3 separate regions of the Sus scrofa genome follow, and regions 1 and 3 are each linked to region 2. A link is a contact called in public Hi-C and promoter capture Hi-C data. All regions are on one chromosome and are shown on one strand. The core of a region is the stretch at or near the end of the contact, and the rest is flanking DNA. Distances in the headings are between cores, read along the strand shown.

Region 1 (3,183 bases), core at 447-2,946, 69 kb before region 2:
CATACCCTTTAACTATCTTCCCCAATGTCTCCAGGCCTCCAACCCCTGACAATGACATATATTTGTACAGACTTGCCCATTCTGGATATTTCATATAAATGGAATCACACAATGTTTAATGTTTGTCTTCGTTCATGTAGCATATTTTCAAGGTTCATCCATGTTGTAGAAGGTACTTCATTTCTTCCCATTTCTTCCCATTCATTGTATGAATATGTCAGATTTTATCTATCCATCAGTTGATGGGCATTTGGAATATTTTCCCTTTTGGCTATTATGAATAATGCTACTATGAATCTCACGTGTACAAGTTTATACGTGGACATGTTTTTAGTTCTCTTGGGTGTATAACAAGGAGCAGACTTGCTGAGTAAGATCCCAACAGTATGCTTAACGTTTTGAGGGACTTCCAAACTGTTTTCCAAAGCACTGAACCATTTTATGTTCCCACCAGCAATGTATGGGAATTTCATTATTACATTTTCAACCAATGAGGATGTTACATTTCCTGAAGAAAAGGATAGGAGTGCCCCCACCAGATAACGATTAATTCTCTGCGAAGCATACTGCATAACAAAACAACTGTATTTCCGCACGACTACAAGGAACAAGACATTATAGGTTCAAATATACTGAGTGAGTTAACCCTTCACGGTCAACGGTTCTTTCATCGTAAAACAGAGAAGATGTGATGACATTTACGCGGCAGTCACCCTTAAGATGAAATAAAACAATCCACGGAAAGCTGCTTTCCAACATTGATTATGCGTGATTCAATGTCGGGCAAAGCGTTAAAAGGGCAAAGAGCTAAACGCCCAGATCCCTCCCCTTCCTTCACGTTCCTTCCCAGGGGGAGGGGTTGCTAAGGGACGGAGGGTGCTGCAGCCACCTCCCTTCTTGGGGAGGGCCGACCTGATGAGCCACGCAGGATAAATTGTCAGGACTCGAAAAGCAGACCCGGATCCCTCCAGCCCAACACCGTTCCCAGGCGAGATTCGCAGCCCGCTACTCAGCTCAGCAGGTCAGCGCAGGATCTTTTTCCCCTTTTTCATGCTAAGACATTTACTATGGTTGAAGTAAAAAAGAGGCAAAGAGAAAACAAGCATAGCCCCCACCTACGATCCTAGTTTCTGTCTCTCCACCCCCCCATAAGGAAAACACATGAAACCCAATTCATTACGAACTCTTGGAGGTGTATCAAACCCAATAACCCTCACCTCCAAAGACTCCCCTATTGCCGTCCCCTACCCCACCCCGGGACAGACAGCGCAAAGCTTACCTGGTGGCTTCCTCCAGCTCGACCTGGCTCCGACCAGACGCCTCCAGAGGGATAGTAGCCATCTCCTCCTCCCCCTTCTCCCGGCCAGGTGGTCTCAGCCTGGCCGCCCCCGCGTACCCGCCAAGAAACAGGAGGCTGGGGAGGTTCGGGGCGGGGAGGATATATGGGCGGAGGGGGGTGCACGGGCACATCTCCACCCCCAGGCCCGTAGTAGCGGCCATAAGACGGACCGTCACCGGGGCCGTAGCCCGAGCGCCTCAAGGCCGACATGGGCTCCACTGCCCCCAAGTGCTTCCCGCCCCCCACGGCCGGTCCATTGCGCAGACGCCAGCCGGAGAACGCAAGTGGACCGCAGGGAAGGGGGTCGGCCAGCAACAGCCAATCCCAGGCCGGGTCCCGCCCCCTCGGCCTCAGATTCTTGAGAGTTGAAGGACTGAGGTCGGTGACTCTGGGGTCTAGGAAGCAGGACAGCAAGGGGCGCCACCGTGTACCTTAAAAGGGAGAACGCATTTCCCCACTACGTATCCAATCTAGGTTTCTCTTCCCCTCTTGTCAAGGACGTGGAAAGGGTGCCTCGGGACCTCACTACGGTCCCGCCTCTTCCTGAGCACCGGCACGTGATGCCGGAAGTGGGTGGGAGTAATATGGCGACGTTTCCGGCAGGCCCCGGCGGCTGAAAGCCGGGCCGGAGGTGCTACTCTGGGTCCGGGTTCTTGTCCCGGTGCCGCCGAGGCGGCGACTGCGGTAGGAAGAAGGAAGTGTTGGACGAGTTGGCCCACCACCGCTATACGTTGCGCCTCATTTCAACTCAAAATGAACTATATGCCCGGCACCGCTAGCCTCATCGAGGACATCGACAGTGAGTAGTTCGGCTCCTCCGAGTGAAGTCTGGGGTGAGACTCTTCCTGCCGGGAGGATGCTTTTTGGAGGCAGGTCCTAGAATGAGTCCGGGCCAGGGGGCGGTGTCTTTTTAGTGCTGTTCTGGACGTGCGGCGTTAGCGTCCTTTGCAGGAGGGAGGAGCCTTGTGACACGCTGTTTGCCCGCCTCCTACCTGTATCCTATCTCTTACAGCCTGCACCAGTCCTCCGGCAAGCTGTCGAATCCATTTCTGCTTTTCAGGGATGCGGCTGCTGAGGCCCAAACATGAAAGTTGCCGCCTCCCGGGCCCATCATCTCCCACCTGCGGGATTTCGAGTCCCAGGTGGTTACTGGTGGATGGATGAGAATTCTTAAGGAAGGGATGCATCGAGAAACGAAAATACGAATACAACAGTAATTGGACTTAATTAGCACTAAGCATAGGCTTTATGCTGCGTCGCCTTTTGCAGTCTTCTTTTACCGTTGAGGGTCTTTAGATTTTCAGATTATGATAGTAGAGACTACTGCCAGACAAGGCTTGACTTTTCCAGAAGGACCAAAAACTTGTTTTTTTCTTGTTAGACAGTTTTCTTTGGTTTTTATTTAGACGACCTACCTTATTCCTAGTCACCATCCTGAAGAGAAGTTTAGTCCTCTATAGCTGTCCTGTCTTTTCCAGACTCTCATTCGTGGATTATTCCTCAAGCAAATTTTAATAAATTGTTTCAGTCCTGTGATCTGTCTTGTTTTGCTTTTTAGGGCGGCACCATGGCATGTGGAAGTTCCCAGGCTAGGGGTCGAATCAGAGCTGTAGCTGCTGGCCTATGCGACAGCAACTCTGGGTCCCAGCCACGTCTGTGACCTACACCACAGCTCATCGCACCACCAGATCGTTAACCCACTGATCAAGGATCGAACCTGAGTTTTCATGGATACTAGTTGGTTTCATTACTGCTGAGCCACAATGGGAACTCCGTCTCATTAACTTGTAGTAGTTGCAAAACAGTTTGCATACAGCTCCAAACAAGTTACAACAATCTCTACA
Region 2 (3,343 bases), core at 730-3,229:
AGGTGACTAAATCCCTCAAATGAGGAAAAGAGACTTTCATTCTCTAGCATCCATAAAAATGATTTTAATTCACTAGAACGGGTCAAAGATTTGGAAACTGGTTTTTGCTGAGGAGAGAATTTAAGACACCTAAAGGGAAGGAATTGGAAACCAAAAGGAATTCCTCGTGGCGAAGAGGGTTAAGGATTTGGCAGTGTCACTGCAGCGGCTCATGTTGCTGCTATGGCTTGGGTTCGAACCCTGACCAGGGATCTTCCACATCCCACATGCTGTGGGAGAGGCCAAAAAAGAACGAAAGAAACCAAAACAAAAAATTGCTATGCCTTCAGTAGACAGAAAACATGCTCAGAGTTTAAAGCAGTTCCTGACTCAAACCCAAGTATTCACTTAACAGGGTTCAGGTGACAAAGGAAATACTACGCATTTACATTTGCCCACAAACAAACCATTCAGGTGCTGAACAGGTCGAAATCTAGCATCTTACAAAGCAATTTTTACAAAGACTGTAAGAAATACTCACGAGGTATCTATGCCGAACGTGTCTGCTGTGAACCACTTTGTACATATTCCACACTGTAGCTCCACCTCTCCCAATTGCCGGCCATTCTCTTCATCCACGGAGCCCGCCTGAGTATCCATCACCTCTGAAGTATCCCCAGCACCTTCCTGTGTCCGCAGAGCCATTACAGAATCAAGTTAACTAACCTAATGGTATTTTGATTTGCTTGAAAACTTCAAAAAACCAACTTCCACAATGGGAGTTCCCATTCTGGTTCAGCGGTAAAAACCCGAATAGTATCTGTGAGGATGTGGGTTCGATCCCTGGCCCCGCTCTGTGAGTTAAGGATCCCACGTTGCTATGAGCTGTGGTGTAGGTCACCGACACAGCTTGGATCTTGCGTTGCTGTGGCTGTGTCATAGGCTGGCAGCTGTAGCTCTGATTTGACCCCTAGCCTGCGAACTTCTATATGCCGCAGCTGTGGCCTTAAAATGAAAAAAAAAATTTTTAAGTAAAAAATAAAAACCAACTGTTTTGCCCTGCAAACGTGCCAAAACAAATACTTACTAGTGTATCTTTTCCATTAGAGGATTCCGTCTCCAAGCCACCACTTACATCAACCGAGTTTGCATCCCTGTTGAGATAAGGAAAGCACTCAAGCACTGAATTTTCAAGAGAAACAAACCCAAAAACGCCTACTCCCAAAGATGTTGATTCAACTACAGCTGAATTTCACAGTCCTACACCTTTTTCAGCCAAGCTTGTTCTCAGACTGGATGCCCAGGGTTGGGAAGAATGTGGCCAAGTTGGACGCAAGCCCACCGGGCACAGGGAAACCTAATCGATCCCTACAGAAATTCTACACGGAGTGGAATCGGTCCTGGGGGAGGTTCGTAGAGATGCAGCTCTTCATCACAGTTTTCAGAAGGACCATTACTTCCTCCAGTCTGGCAATGCAAAAGTGGTTTCCTCTCCGGGATTTGTGAAGGGTTCCGGCTATTACAGTGAATTACCAGGCCCCTGCCGGGGTGCTAGGGCCGGGAGGTACAAGAAACCTGGCTCGAAAGGTGAGGAAAGGGGCGTAGTCTGAGATGCAGTTCAGAAGGGACGGGTCAAATGGCGGGCGGGACTAAGGTCCCAGAGCGGACAGGGGGAGCCGTTGGCCGCAAGGCCTAGGTTCGGTGGGGGCGGACAGGAGGGCTCCCAGGAGCCGCGGGATTCCGAGAGGGGCGGGTCTCCCTCCCCCTGTGCTCCTCGGGCCGCAGGACGTCTCACCCGCTTTCCGCCTCTCCCGACACTGGCTCCGCGGCTGGAGTAACAGACGTCCCCTCGCCAGCCGGAGCGGCTGCTACCGCTGCTACCGGCTTCGTCTCCCCTTCTTCTGCCGGTGTTGCATTTACGGCCGCTGTTGGGCCGGTTCCTGCACCCACTCCCGGGCCGGGTCCAGTTCCCGCCGCCGCCATCCCTGCCGCCTTCCAGACTTCTCGCGAGATTACTATGTGGGTCTCGCGCGAGTTGCTGATCTGCCCTCTAACCCTCAAATAGTAAAGGCTTTCTGTGGGTCCACCGCCTGCCTAGGGAAGGCGCTCTCCCAGCCCGCTTTAAGATCGGCGGGCAGGCAGAGATGGGCGGGACCTCGGGGCTCCTAAGCCACCGACACACCCCGCCAGGTGTTGGGCGGAGGAGGCGTGTTGACCACTGGGATTTCGTCTACGATGCACTTTATTTCCAGGGTGGGCGCTGCCCCTTTTCGGTTCTAAGAAAGGAAGCTACCGTGTGATTGATGCGCCTTTGAGAGCGCTGGCAGCCTAGGGACTTTGAACGCTGTGGTGTGCAGTGCAAACGTTCTTCACGGTTAAAATGTGGGAAACGTCTTCCCGCCCCGAAGTAGTTAGTTGTACTGCCCTAGTGATCTGCCACTTTGAGCGGGTTTCCAGGTGATGTCTAGAGATGGAAGCCTAGACAGGCTGAATCCAGAGCCCCAGCTACACAGGCGAGTGCTGGGGAGGGGATGTGAATGGAGTCTCCAGGCGAAGAGGTGGAACGCAGTGTGTGTTCTAGAAGCTGCAAGCTCCTTAATACTGTGAGAGAAGGAAGATGAAGCCCGAGTGCTGGAGGACTTGAGAGTTTAGAGAAGCTTGGTCTTTAGAGAAAGGAACAGGTGTGGACTAAAGGTAAGAACCTGAGCAGTCAACAACAATGCAGGTAGATGAGATCATTGGAGTAAGTGGAAGCATTCGGAGCCATGGTCCCCAAGCTTGAGAATACAAACTCCTGGAAGTATTAGGGCCAGGACAGTTTTCAGGAAGTCATTGTTTATATCTTAATACACCTTTATTTTCTGCTTGTTGGGTTGTTTGTTTTGCCTTTTAGGGCTTCTGGTGCAGCATATTGAGTTGTCAGGCTAGGGGTGAAATGGGAGCTACAGCTGCCGGCCTCTGCCACAGCCAGAGCAAAGCAGGATCTGAGCTGCGTCTGCGACCTACAGACTTACACCAAACGCTGGATCCCCCACCCACTGAGTGAGACCAGAGACTGAGCCGGCGTCCTCAGATACTAGTAGGCTTTATTTTCACTGCACCACAATGGGAACTCCTATTTTTTTTAATTTTATTATAGTCGATTTACAGTGTGTCCATTTCTGCTGTATAGCAAAGTGACCCAGTCATACATATGTATTTCCTCATATTATCTTCCATTATGGTCTATCATAAGAGATTGAATAAAGTTCCCTGTGTTGTACGGCAGGACCTTATTGCTTATCCATTCTAAATGTAATAGTTTTCATCTACTAACTCTAAACTCCCAGTCCATCCCACTCCCTCCTCCTTGGCAACTGCAAAT
Region 3 (2,935 bases), core at 416-2,915, 130 kb before region 2:
AAACCAATGAGGAGAAACTGGTTCATACAAACTGCTGGCATCCATGTCTATTAGCTCAAAGGAACTACATGAGTTTGGTGATGGGGATGGATCTGACTGGGACAATTGTTCCTGGTGTGATTCCACTGATGACATTTCGTTCTCTAAAAGACAAAGGAAAATTATCATAAAAATGTTTCCTTCTATTAACAGTTGTTCAAAGACACACAACTGGTCATTTTAAGGAGTCACTTCTGAAAGAAAAATCTAAGGAGGCTACACAATTTGAAATAGAAATAACATAACAGAAATAACAGCTGGATTTTTTTTTTTTTTTTTAGGGGAGAGGTTTTAAACAAAATGCTTCTTATTGTTAGACCAACCACTCTGTAGTGATTTCCCAGTTCTCTCAGAAAACTACATGGTTTTAATTAAACAAAACCAGAATCACAAGAAACACCTGATCAAACTCTTGATTGCAAAAAAACAAACCACCACCAACAAAAAAACCCCACTTTACCCCAATTTCAAATCTAAGTCTACTGTCAGAGGCAAAAAAATTTACTCTAACAAAGTCTTAACACCTGGTTTTAGGCTCCAGGCCCCTGTCATTACATATTTACATGACTACTCAAATCTTACAATACCGAAAATAAAACTATCCACTTAAGAACTGGTTCTTGTAGAGTGCTTAAATAGGAACTACCTTACAAATTCTGAAATCACAAACGCTTGCTTGGGGCCCCTGCGCGCATGCACTGACCCACTCCCACCGTCCAAGTCCCAGATGAAAAGTAACAAGTGACCTCAACAGCTTCCTTCCCTCAAGGAAGACTCTGACCTGTGTGTTTCTATCCTTTCAACACTCTGACCACTCGGCAGACACTAACACTGCAGACATCAAAAGTAAACCCAGCCTCCCCACTAGGAGAGTGGACAAGATAGTTGCTATCTCCGCAGCCTGCGCAGCTGGACCGCAAACACACGGCCTCTTGAGCGGACGCTCTCCAGGCTTCCGCTACTTTATCTTTTTTCCCAGCATGAATTTACCTTCTCTACCTTGCGTGCTCCTTTTTCCCCGTGGCCCCTGGCCTCATGCAGCCCAGATCAGGGACCTCGGAGCTTGAGAACGCGTCTCCCCCTCCCTCCTCCAAGCCCCGCAAGGAGGGCTGGAGCCTCGATTGCAAACGAAGTAATTTCTCTTTGCCTTCGGGCGCAGTGGATACAAAAGGCGGCCTGTCGTGCCCCTGGAGTCGAGGTCACCTCACCCCGCCGGGACTGGTCCTCCCAGCCCCCTTCCCCGCCTTGGGCAGCGCGTCCTCCTCCGCTGCTGGCACCTCCATCCTGCAGTGCCTCCAACACGCACCTGGGTCTGAGCCCTTGGCCAGGCCGCCGCCCCTAACGCGCTGCCACGGACTCACCTAACAGCTCCGCAGCCTTTCACTCTTTCCTGCCCTCGCCGAAGGGGGCAGGACATGTCCCTGCGGAGGCCTTCCCCCGAGCCCGGGCGGGGCAGGGCGGAGCCTGCGGCCCCGCCGGGCTCGCGCCCAACTCTGAGCTCCACCGCGCTCCCAGCGTGCGAGCGCTCCTGCAGGGCTACTAAAAGCAAAGGTGAAGTGACATGTAGCTCCCGGTCGAGGCGGCGGCGGGTGGGGCGTGGAGGCCCGCAGGGGAACTGGCGGGAAGTGTCGCGAGAGGTGGAGGGAATCGCGCGAGATCTGGTCCTCCTAGAGGGCAGGCGGCCGGAGCACTGGGCACGCGGGTGGTGCGTGCAGCGTGCCCTCCACCTGCAGCCAATGCACGGGGACTCCGCGAGGACGGAGGTCTTTGTAAGGCAGGGATGGGGAATGAGACATTATAGGTGGGGAGCATAATTTCGATGAAGGCAATCTTCTTCAAGATGACCAGCCCAGCCTCCTCACCTAGTAGATGAGGAAACAGACCCCCTGAGTCTGTGGTACCCTGGCTAACCCTACTAATGGGCGGGATAGTGCGAGGACACGGGGATGTCACAACCCCTGATGAGAAGTAGGCCGGGGCGCTAGCAACAGCTCCATCCTGCCAGACCTCCACTTCAGGGTGCTGAGGACATTGGCATTTGCAAAGAAAAAGTGTCTTGTCACTGGGGCTTTGCCCCTTCCCCTTTGCGTTTATTAAGATTTAGAGGCTGCCAAAAAGATTTATCTCTGGAAGATGTAGCGGTGAGCTTGGCAGGATTTAAAAGCCGCAAGGGCGGTTTAGGAGGAAATACTTTTTTTTTTTTTTTTTTTTTTTTTTGTCTTTTTGCTATTTCTTTGGGCCGCTCCCGCGGCATATGGAGGTTCCCAGGCTAGGGGTCGAATCGGAACTGTAGCCACCGGCCTACGCCAGAGCCACAGCAACGCGGGATCCGAGCCATGTCTGCAACCTACACCACAGCTCACGGCAACGCCGGATCGTTAACCCACTGAGCAGGGGCAGGGACCGAACCCGCAACCTCATGGTTCCTAGTCGGATTCGTTAACCACTGCGCCACGACGGGAACTCCCCAGGAGGAAATACTTTTGTCCAAATAAGATAACTGGGGAGTTCCCGTAGTGGCTCAGCGGTTAACGAACCTGACTAGGATCCATGAGGATGCGGTTTCGATCAGTGGGCTCGCTCAGTGGGTTAAGGATCCCGCGTTGGGGTGAGCTGTGGTATAGGTCACAGACTCTGCTGGGATCCTGCGTTGTTGTGGCTGTGGCGTAGGCCGGCAGCTGTAGCTCGTATTAGACCCCTAGCCTGGGAACTTCCATATGTCACGGGTGCCACCCTAAGAAGAAAAAAAGAAATAACATAACTGAAGAGTTTAAATGAATTTCCTGATTGGTAGACCTGCCCAGCTCTCCTGAGTATACAGTTTTCTGGAAGGCCTCAATTCCTTTAGGGCATGCAATAAAATGCTTCCCTATTTTCTAACTATATTACAGGGCGG

Evidence for each region. Promoter capture Hi-C pulls out the DNA fragments that hold promoters and counts their contacts. A called contact is a pair of places that touch in the nucleus more often than the background predicts.
Region 1: a promoter capture Hi-C map of liver shows a contact between it and region 2, with 2.1 times the contacts expected there. The contact joins the promoter of LSM1 here to the promoter of ASH2L in region 2. A contact is called at or near these places in 1 of 5 promoter capture datasets (liver), 7 of 47 Hi-C or Micro-C datasets (blood, embryonic fibroblasts, epiblast stem cells and 2 more) and 1 of 2 datasets of contacts at active chromatin or transcription factors (skeletal muscle).
Region 3: a Hi-C map of liver shows a contact between it and region 2, with 2.8 times the contacts expected there. The contact joins the promoter of DDHD2 here to the promoter of ASH2L in region 2. A contact is called at or near these places in 6 of 47 Hi-C or Micro-C datasets (alveolar macrophages, blood, fetal skeletal muscle and 2 more) and 1 of 2 datasets of contacts at active chromatin or transcription factors (alveolar macrophages).

What each region holds. Positions count from the first base shown.
Region 1 is chr15:48,346,957-48,350,139 of Sscrofa11.1, forward strand. It overlaps LSM1 (U6 snRNA-associated Sm-like protein LSm1), which reads left to right and starts at 1,697. Exons shown (of 4, transcript XM_005671778.3): 1 at 1,697-2,138. The coding sequence starts at 2,093. BAG4 (BAG family molecular chaperone regulator 4) reads right to left here and starts at 1,854. Exons shown (of 5, transcript XM_013984080.2): 1 at 1,280-1,854. The coding sequence starts at 1,549.
Region 2 is chr15:48,415,548-48,418,890 of Sscrofa11.1, forward strand. ASH2L (ASH2 like histone lysine methyltransferase complex subunit) reads right to left here and starts at 1,980. Exons shown (of 16, transcript NM_001243568.1): 1 at 1,775-1,980; 2 at 1,067-1,133; 3 at 521-666. The coding sequence starts at 1,962.
Region 3 is chr15:48,290,736-48,293,670 of Sscrofa11.1, forward strand. DDHD2 (phospholipase DDHD2) reads right to left here and starts at 1,666. Exons shown (of 16, transcript XR_002339364.1): 1 at 1,401-1,666; 2 at 1-143.